2 separate regions of the Mus musculus genome follow, and region 1 is linked to region 2. A link is a contact called in public HiChIP or PLAC-seq data. All regions are on one chromosome and are shown on one strand. The core of a region is the stretch at or near the end of the contact, and the rest is flanking DNA. Distances in the headings are between cores, read along the strand shown.

Region 1 (3,713 bases), core at 588-3,087, 280 kb before region 2:
GGCAAGTCATCTAGCCTGAGTGAGCTCACAACACACTCCAAACAGCTTACAGTGCTGAGATGTTTTAACGAGGAAATATGAACAAATTTAACAGATATTGCAGAATGAAGCCATGAGTCCCTCCAGAAGGAAAGACTACGGCAGGAGGAAGTGTTTCTTTACATGGAAGGTGAACGAACCACATGGCTACAGACCTGTGGCATTTTCATCTCCTGATTCCTGTGAGCATTGCTACCACCGAGCTGTCAGTAGCACTTTGCTTCTAGTATATAATTCATAAACATTATAATATGCCCCCAGGGGAGATGTTCACATATACAAAAATGTGAAATTTATATGAGAATTTGAAGTTTTGTAGCACATTATAAAACTTATGAAATATTCCTAAGTAAAAAGATAAATGTATATATGTACATAGAGAGAAATGGAAAGATTAGCACTAAAGGTAAAATTACTCTTCAATCTCATTACGGCATTACATATCAGTATAAACCTATAAAACCACACCCCCACACATCACACACTTGCCTACAGGTATCTGTACATAGAAGGCCAGCACATCCACACTTACCTCACACCAAGCTCACGACAGAACAAGGACCAAAGAAAGCACAGGACATATTCTAATTTCCTCAGGATGGGGCAGACTTTCAACATACTTTAATTCCTCCAGATAGCTTTTAGACCACACTATCCTAGCACAATACACAAGTGTCTCAAAAAAAAAAATAAACCACACAGTTAAATGTTAAAACTATATTTAGCAGTTCTGTCTTTCCAGTTCCCTGCTTACCTCGTGGATTGAATTGAACAGACTCCAATCAAAACTCATTAATTCCAGAGCAAGGTCCCACGTGTTCATCCCCAAAATCCTCATTGACCTTTGCTGGGATTCCTCATTTTCTGCCAAAGGATTCTAAAGCAACAGACAGAAGCAAAAGGATCTTCAGTAGTCCCCGAATGTTCCACCGTGAATTGGCTGCCTGTAGGAAGGCTCAAGGAACCCAGATTAGAGAAGTAATCTTTTCTGAGTGCCCTTAATATTTCCCCTGCTCTGTTCACCGGCAGTGAGTTACAGCCAATTTAGGAAACAGCCCTGCAACAGTCAAATGTGATCAATGACACTTCACCCAGACAGCCTGCCCCTCCCCCTCCCCCTTCTCCATGAGCTCAGCCTGCCCATCCCCTCCCCCACCAGCTCCCCCACATCCACAAATCTGATTATAAAACACAGCCCTGACAGACAGCATAATGAAACTGAAAGCCCTGGAATCACTTTGGCTTCTGGTAAAAATTAATGTGCCAGGAGGGTTAGTATAAAAACAAACAAAAGAAATGTCACAGAGCACTTCAATAAAGACAGACATGGCTTGTACAGGAACCGTGCTTTGCCAGTCTCATCCTAGACACAGGCTTACAAATTTCATTACAAGGTCCTTGGAAAGTGAAAAAAAATCTGACATGAAATAAAAATAAAAGCTTTTTTATTTAGAGCCCATGTGACTAATATGTTCTATGTAACAATTGTTTTGCTTTGTTCTTCCCTCATGGAGAATGGGGGCTAATCACGTAGGTTGCTAACAGCACTTCCTTCAAAATCTGGCATGAGACTATTACATTGCCAATACAGCCTTAAATCTCTCAGCATGTTTGAAGTTATTAAATAAGCAATTTGGTATTTTCTCTAAAATTATTGGAATTTTCTAATTAAAATGCACATTTTCTCATTTGAGAGTTTTGAGGCAAAGAGTTAATGATTTAAAAAGCCAAAAGACTGGGAATTGGCTGCTGTGTGACTCAGTGATGGGGCCATTATGGCTGCAAGTGTGACTCAGTGACCAGGCAGTTAGGTGTGTGGTGTGACTCAGGAAGGGGCACTTAAGCTTGCCTAACATCTATGAGGTCCCTGGGGTCAGCTCCCAGAACGGATTTTTTTTGTTTGTTTGTTTTTTTAGAGACAGGGTTTCTCTGTGTAGCAACTCAGAAATCCGCCTGCCTCTGCCTCCTGAGTGCTGGGATTAAAGGCGTGCGCCACCACGCCCGGCTCAGAACGAATATTTTTTAAAAGGGACAAGCTTATTCTGCAAAAGTAAATTACATGGACTGCATGCCAGTTTTAAAACTTTGGTGTTTATGAAAATGTTTGGTATTGAAAAACAAAACAAACAAGAACCTAACACAGCCAATCTTCCCAGACTTCCCCACAGGGGAGACTGCCTTGCAAGCTGGCCTCTCTGCCTCCCCTGAGAATGTAGTGTTGTGTCAGGGGCACTGACTGAGTCTATGAATTTATGGATTCTGTGGTGCTGAGGCGGGAAGTCAAGGGTTCTTAGGAATTGTCTGCTAGGATGGGACAAGGCACTGAAATAAAGCCAAAGCTGACTATAGGGTGGGAATCAATGGTTAACCTGGTCTTTTGTCCATTTTATTTTTCCTTAAATTTGCTCTTCAGCATAGTTCTTCTACCACATGGTTCCTCAAGGCTGACTAGTGTCCTGTCCAGGCAATACTTTCTATTTTCTACTCTACCCTCTGGGCTTGATTTTGAGGAAGATTCGTTAATCTATGAGAAACTGTTAGTGGTTACAGTGAGTCCTCATGTCCTAGGCCCCAACCACGCTCTGTTCTAAGCAGACACCCCTGAAGATGAAATTCTTAAATCTGCTACCCACAAGGACATATGCCATGATGTCCAAAGCAGTTGTAGAAAATGCTGGAGGGCCGGATGGAGTCTTGTTCCTACTAGAACACAGCTCATGGCATTTGCTTATTCCACTGGGACATCACCCATGGAATAAAGTCCTGGGGGAATTATATCAGGTGGAATTATGCTACGTGGCTGAAGGAGAAGGGCTTGGGGGACAGCTTGAGTGTGTGGGGGATTTTCTTGGGAAGAATCCACAAAAGCTATACTTTAGACTGTTTTCTTTCATGGGCAAGAATAAAATCAAACTCATTGTCTACAAAAAGTCCTGTGAAGTACCTTTGCTGTCCCCTTAGCCATAATGTTTTTAAACTTCACACTGAGAATAATCTGAAGGTCAGGTTTATTTAATCTTTTCAAATCTTGCTCTTCAGAGGCATCTGATATCCCATAGTTACTGATTCATTGTACACAGGGAAGGCTGAAAAAAAAATCTACCTTTTATTTAAGGAAATGGGACACTCAAAAGGACAGGCCCTTTGTCTCTCAGTACAACTGGGACTATTTCTCAGCCCCATGCCCATACAGCTCCCCAAAAGGAAAAAGAGACTAAGTCAAGATTCGATGGGATGGAGAGTCATAAATTCAAATACTTTTTAATCAGAAAAAAGGTAAGACTGATTCCAGGGAGGCTAATCCCTTAAGTCAGGCCTCTGATTTGCAAAAGACATGTCACTTGGCAGGCTACTTGTGGTTGCAAGAGAAAATAGCTTAATGAACGTACACACACACACACACACACACACACACACACACACATATATAATTTTCATTATAAAGCATAAACATGTGATTCAAGTGCCAGCACCCAAGTCCTTACCAAAGTGTCAGCCAGATCTTTTCGGTAGACATATATCCGACCAGATGCCTCCAGGGATTTGGAAATGGCCAAGTCATTTGGCTGAAATTCATGCTTTTCTTTATTTAAAAAAAAAAAAAGAGAGAGAGAGATTAGTTAGAAACATTAGTGAACCTACGCATTACATATCATGAACAAAACTTGCTTAAG
Region 2 (3,881 bases), core at 30-2,529:
TAGTCAGCCTTACTTACTCAGCGCTTATTAAACAATTCAGCACATGAAGAGAGAGTATGTCCTCAATTAAAAATATGTTGGCTCATAGAAAAGGATCAGTTTCAAATGTATTAATCGTAGAATGTGAATCCTGTAAATAGTTTTATGATACGGCAAGACAATGTAGAGTTTCCTCCAACTCATATTATTGTTGAAGCCATTTTAGGATTAACTAGAACTTGTTCTCCTTGATGGAGAATTCCGTGGAAAATTGCCCAACTATTCTATTCTAGGACCCCAAGATCAAGATGCCTCAGATAATTATCCTGGCTTCTGTTAAACTACCTGTTCCTGCAAACCTCCCCTTCCAGCTAACTGTTTATCTTAGCTTCTGTTAAGCTGCTCACTTGGGCAAAGCCACCCCCTGTAGCTGCAAGATAACAGGATGTGTGTTTTGGGGGTCCTGAATACCTAAGTAGTAGTCCCAGCCCACAGGAATAAGGACTTTCAATCGGCTAAGACTATTTCTGAGTGGTCTTCTCTGGTGAGCTCCCCGTAACACTCTTACTAGTTTTGTTATGCTCTAATTTATCCGGCCACAGCCCACCAGCTTAGCCACAGCCCACCAGCTTAGCCACAGCCCACCAGTTTAGCCACAGCCCATGAGCTTGTGCCACCATTGTTCATACTCTTTTCTCACAGCCTGAATTTTTCCTGAGAGCAGGATCTGCTATTCCTGATTTATGTGCAATTACTGTATGTGCAGGGCATTGCTTAACTATTGCAGTTCTATTAACTTCTAAATACCTCATTTCCTGGTAAGAAAAATGAGATGGGGAAGACCTGTGTGATTCAAGACAGTCCTGTGTTCTAGACTGCCTTAACCTTAGATGTGAGGCCAAGGAGCCTGACTTCAGAATTCTGTGTTCCTGACCCTCATCCTCAGGCGACTTTTCCTGGGTAAATGTCCTCAATTATGTTTTTTGAATGAATAAATAAAGATGAAGGGGTGAACAAACAGAAAGAAAGTAATAGTGCCAAGTCCAACCATGCGGGTGGAAAGGTGGCAGCAGAGAAAGTTGCTCCCAAACCCTTCTTTCCTGCCCCAGAGGTGATAGACTCTGAGTTGGAACCAGGATTTCCTAGGGACAAGTGACCTAAGCAAGCAGGCTTGTTTACACAGCACACAGCTGCCAATTCAAGGAGGCAAGAAAACAAAGGTGCTTTCCACACCCTGCTGATAAGGAGGCTTCCCTGGGGCTGTTTACTCTCTCAGAGGATAGGATGCTGCCCCTGCAGAGGCCTGGATGCTAACAGAAGGCCCTGCAGTTCAGGGAGGTGGCTAGGGCAGCAGCCTGGAGGCTCCCACCCAGTAACTACAGTGGGAGTAGAGGGCTGTAGTGCCTGAGGTCAACTGTACCTAGTGCTAGGTCTCAGGAGCTGGGGACAAATGACTGAGATTTCTATTAACATACCAAACACGATGGCCAGCTCTTCCAGCATGTCTCACTACCTGTAGCCCCTCCAAGCTCTTCCAATATAACACAGTACTTGTGGCCCCTCTCAACTCTCCCAGCATCCCTCAGTACCTGTAGTCCCTCCCAGCGAAGGCCTGTTTTGTACACTATAAAGTTTACCCTTGCGTTATTCAAATGCTGATTTCTCTGCCATCATATCTAGTTTCAATCCAGACTTGGCACTGTAATGCTTATATCAAGAATCTCCTGTCTCTCTATCAACCAACCAGACCTCCTAGAGCTCTCAGAGACTAAGCCATCAACCCAAGAGTACACATGGTTCCAGCTGCATATGTAGCAGAGGATGCCCTTGTCAGGCATCAATGGGAGGAAAGGTCCTTGATCCTATGAAGGCTCGAAAGATGCCCCAGTATAAGGGAATGATGACAGGGGGGTGGGAGTGGGTGGGTAGGTGGAAGGGAGGATGGGATGGGGGTTTCCAGGAGGGAGGAAACTGGGGAAGGGGATAACCTTTGAAATGTAAATAAAGAAAATATCCAATTTAAAAAAAAAGGCACACACACACAAAAAGAATCTCCTGTCTCAAGTTTGTATAAACTGTTCTTACCACTTATTCTTTTCCTCATCAATAAATGCTGACCACCCAATGGGTGGGCAGAAGAGAGAATAGAGTGGGATGTTCCACTAGCAAGAGGAAGGAAAGAGGGAGATTCAGATGGGTGAGAAAGATGGAGGAATTGGAGCCATGAAGAAGGGGTGAAAAGGTCAGCTCAAGAACTTTGGGAAGGTCATGAAACACTCACCCATCCAGAAGGGAGGGGCTACTTAGCATTTCTCAGACCACAGGTTGGGCCCTGGTAAGCTAAGGCTCCCCGGAGTCTTACAGGGGTCCAAGAGAAGCAAATCAATAATAATATACAGGTATTGTGGGAAGGGGCTGGGAGGTAGCCAGATTGGTAGACATTTAAGGCACATCATTTGACTGCTCAGATAATACGGTAAATAAAATTTATTTATTTTAAATAAATCTTGTTTCCCCTGGGACGTTACTGGGGATTAGCATGAGGTGAATAAATACAGCCCCCAGATTAATTCACCATTTACATTTATAATAAGAATAATTTATTTACATTCAAGCTTTCCCAGTATCTTTGGTACTTGTGGCTCCTCCCAACACTTCTCACCCCACTTCCTACCCTAAACCTCTCCCTCCCAGGGCCTGGGCTTCTGTTTCCCTTGCCCCAGCCTGATACCTACATAACTCAACTATTTTGGCCTGGGCCGGGCCACCTCTTACTGAGGTCCAGGTCCACTCTCTTTCTCTCCCTTTCTGCCTTTCTTCTCGTCGTCTGGTTTGGTCCCTTGGCCGTGTTCAGCCTGGACTCTTCTTCCCTCTGCCTGCTTTCTCCCTTTTATCTACAATAAATATCCCCATACTTTAGGAGTAGTCACATCCTCCTTTTACTCGTGATTTCATTCACCTATCTCATTCTCCGCACTGTGAGTCATGGCTGGGCAGGGCCCAGTGAAAACTGGCAATTAATGTCTTTGCTGATCTGGTTCTACCGTTACCCTACCTGTGTGCCCTTATTGTGCCTACTTTGGCACGGGGAGAAAAGGAGAGGGGGGGGGGTAAAATGAAATATGCAATCTCTTCTATTTTTAGGGAGGTGTCTTTGGGAATCACACCCACCCATCCTGAGGAAGCCCACAGACAAAATGTCCCATCAGCCTGGAGGCTGCCTTAGCAGACCGTGGCAACAGGAGACACAAGGACCCCAGGCAGAACAATAGGGTGGATTGTGCCTCTCACGGGAATTTTACTTCTGACTCTGAATAACAAGTTTTGATCTCAGGCTTGCTGCCAGCTAGCAAGCGAAACCCTTCCAAACGTAGGTTTCCCCCTGGAGACTTAAGAGTTTCACCTAGGAACTTGGTGTGGATGAGCTATGCTATGCACACAGTACGGCCATGTAAAAACGGTCAGGAAACTCACGGTCCTGAGCTATTAGACGAGAGCTGGGACATGACGACAGCTCCCACTAAGCCAGCAATTGTACAGCCTGCCCTGTAAGGTGTGCGTTTCCTGCGGGTTGGATGGGATCACGGTACAAGGGAGCCACAATGACGACTGTACTGGTCGAGCTTGAGACCCATGATCCAAAGCAGAGAGGAGAAAGGGGCCCTTGTTTCTGCTGCACAGGTTCATCTCAGACGCCTGGATGGTGGGGCTAACTAGTTTGAGAATATCTGGTCAGGGCTGAAGGAGTTTCTAAATCTTTCCATATTGTTTTCAAGTGCAGCAGCACAGGTTCTCTTGGGAAAACAGCAGAGTTGAGCCATACAAGGACAAAGACTCTTGTCTGCAAGATCGCATCGAACCCCATTGTGCTTTCAGGTCAGGCCACTGATATCTGAACTCTT

What was found. HiChIP or PLAC-seq counts read pairs in DNA pulled down with a chosen protein or histone mark.
Region 1: a contact with region 2 is called in an H3K27ac HiChIP or PLAC-seq map of trophoblast stem cells, with 10 read pairs. The contact joins two enhancer-like sites. A contact is called at or near these places in 2 of 484 Hi-C or Micro-C datasets (bone marrow-derived macrophages and nephron progenitors) and 3 of 115 datasets of contacts at active chromatin or transcription factors (embryonic basal ganglia, embryonic stem cells and trophoblast stem cells).

Annotation. Positions count from the first base shown.
Region 1 is chr12:117,725,860-117,729,572 of GRCm38.p6, reverse strand. Rapgef5 (Rap guanine nucleotide exchange factor (GEF) 5) reads right to left here. Exons shown (of 26, transcript NM_001373989.1): 18 at 3,525-3,622; 19 at 794-916. Among named protein-coding and RNA genes, the nearest start is that of Cdca7l, 120 kb to the left of the region's middle. Within about 2 kb of position 1,837, at least 44 of the 459 cell types and tissues checked have an H3K27ac peak or open chromatin away from gene starts, as enhancers often do. A contact at or near this core is called in trophoblast stem cells, where this site is marked.
Region 2 is chr12:117,447,674-117,451,554 of GRCm38.p6, reverse strand. No RefSeq gene overlaps it. Among named protein-coding and RNA genes, the nearest start is that of Gm31482, 17 kb to the left of the region's middle. Within about 2 kb of position 1,279, at least 53 of the 459 cell types and tissues checked have an H3K27ac peak or open chromatin away from gene starts, as enhancers often do. A contact at or near this core is called in trophoblast stem cells, where this site is marked.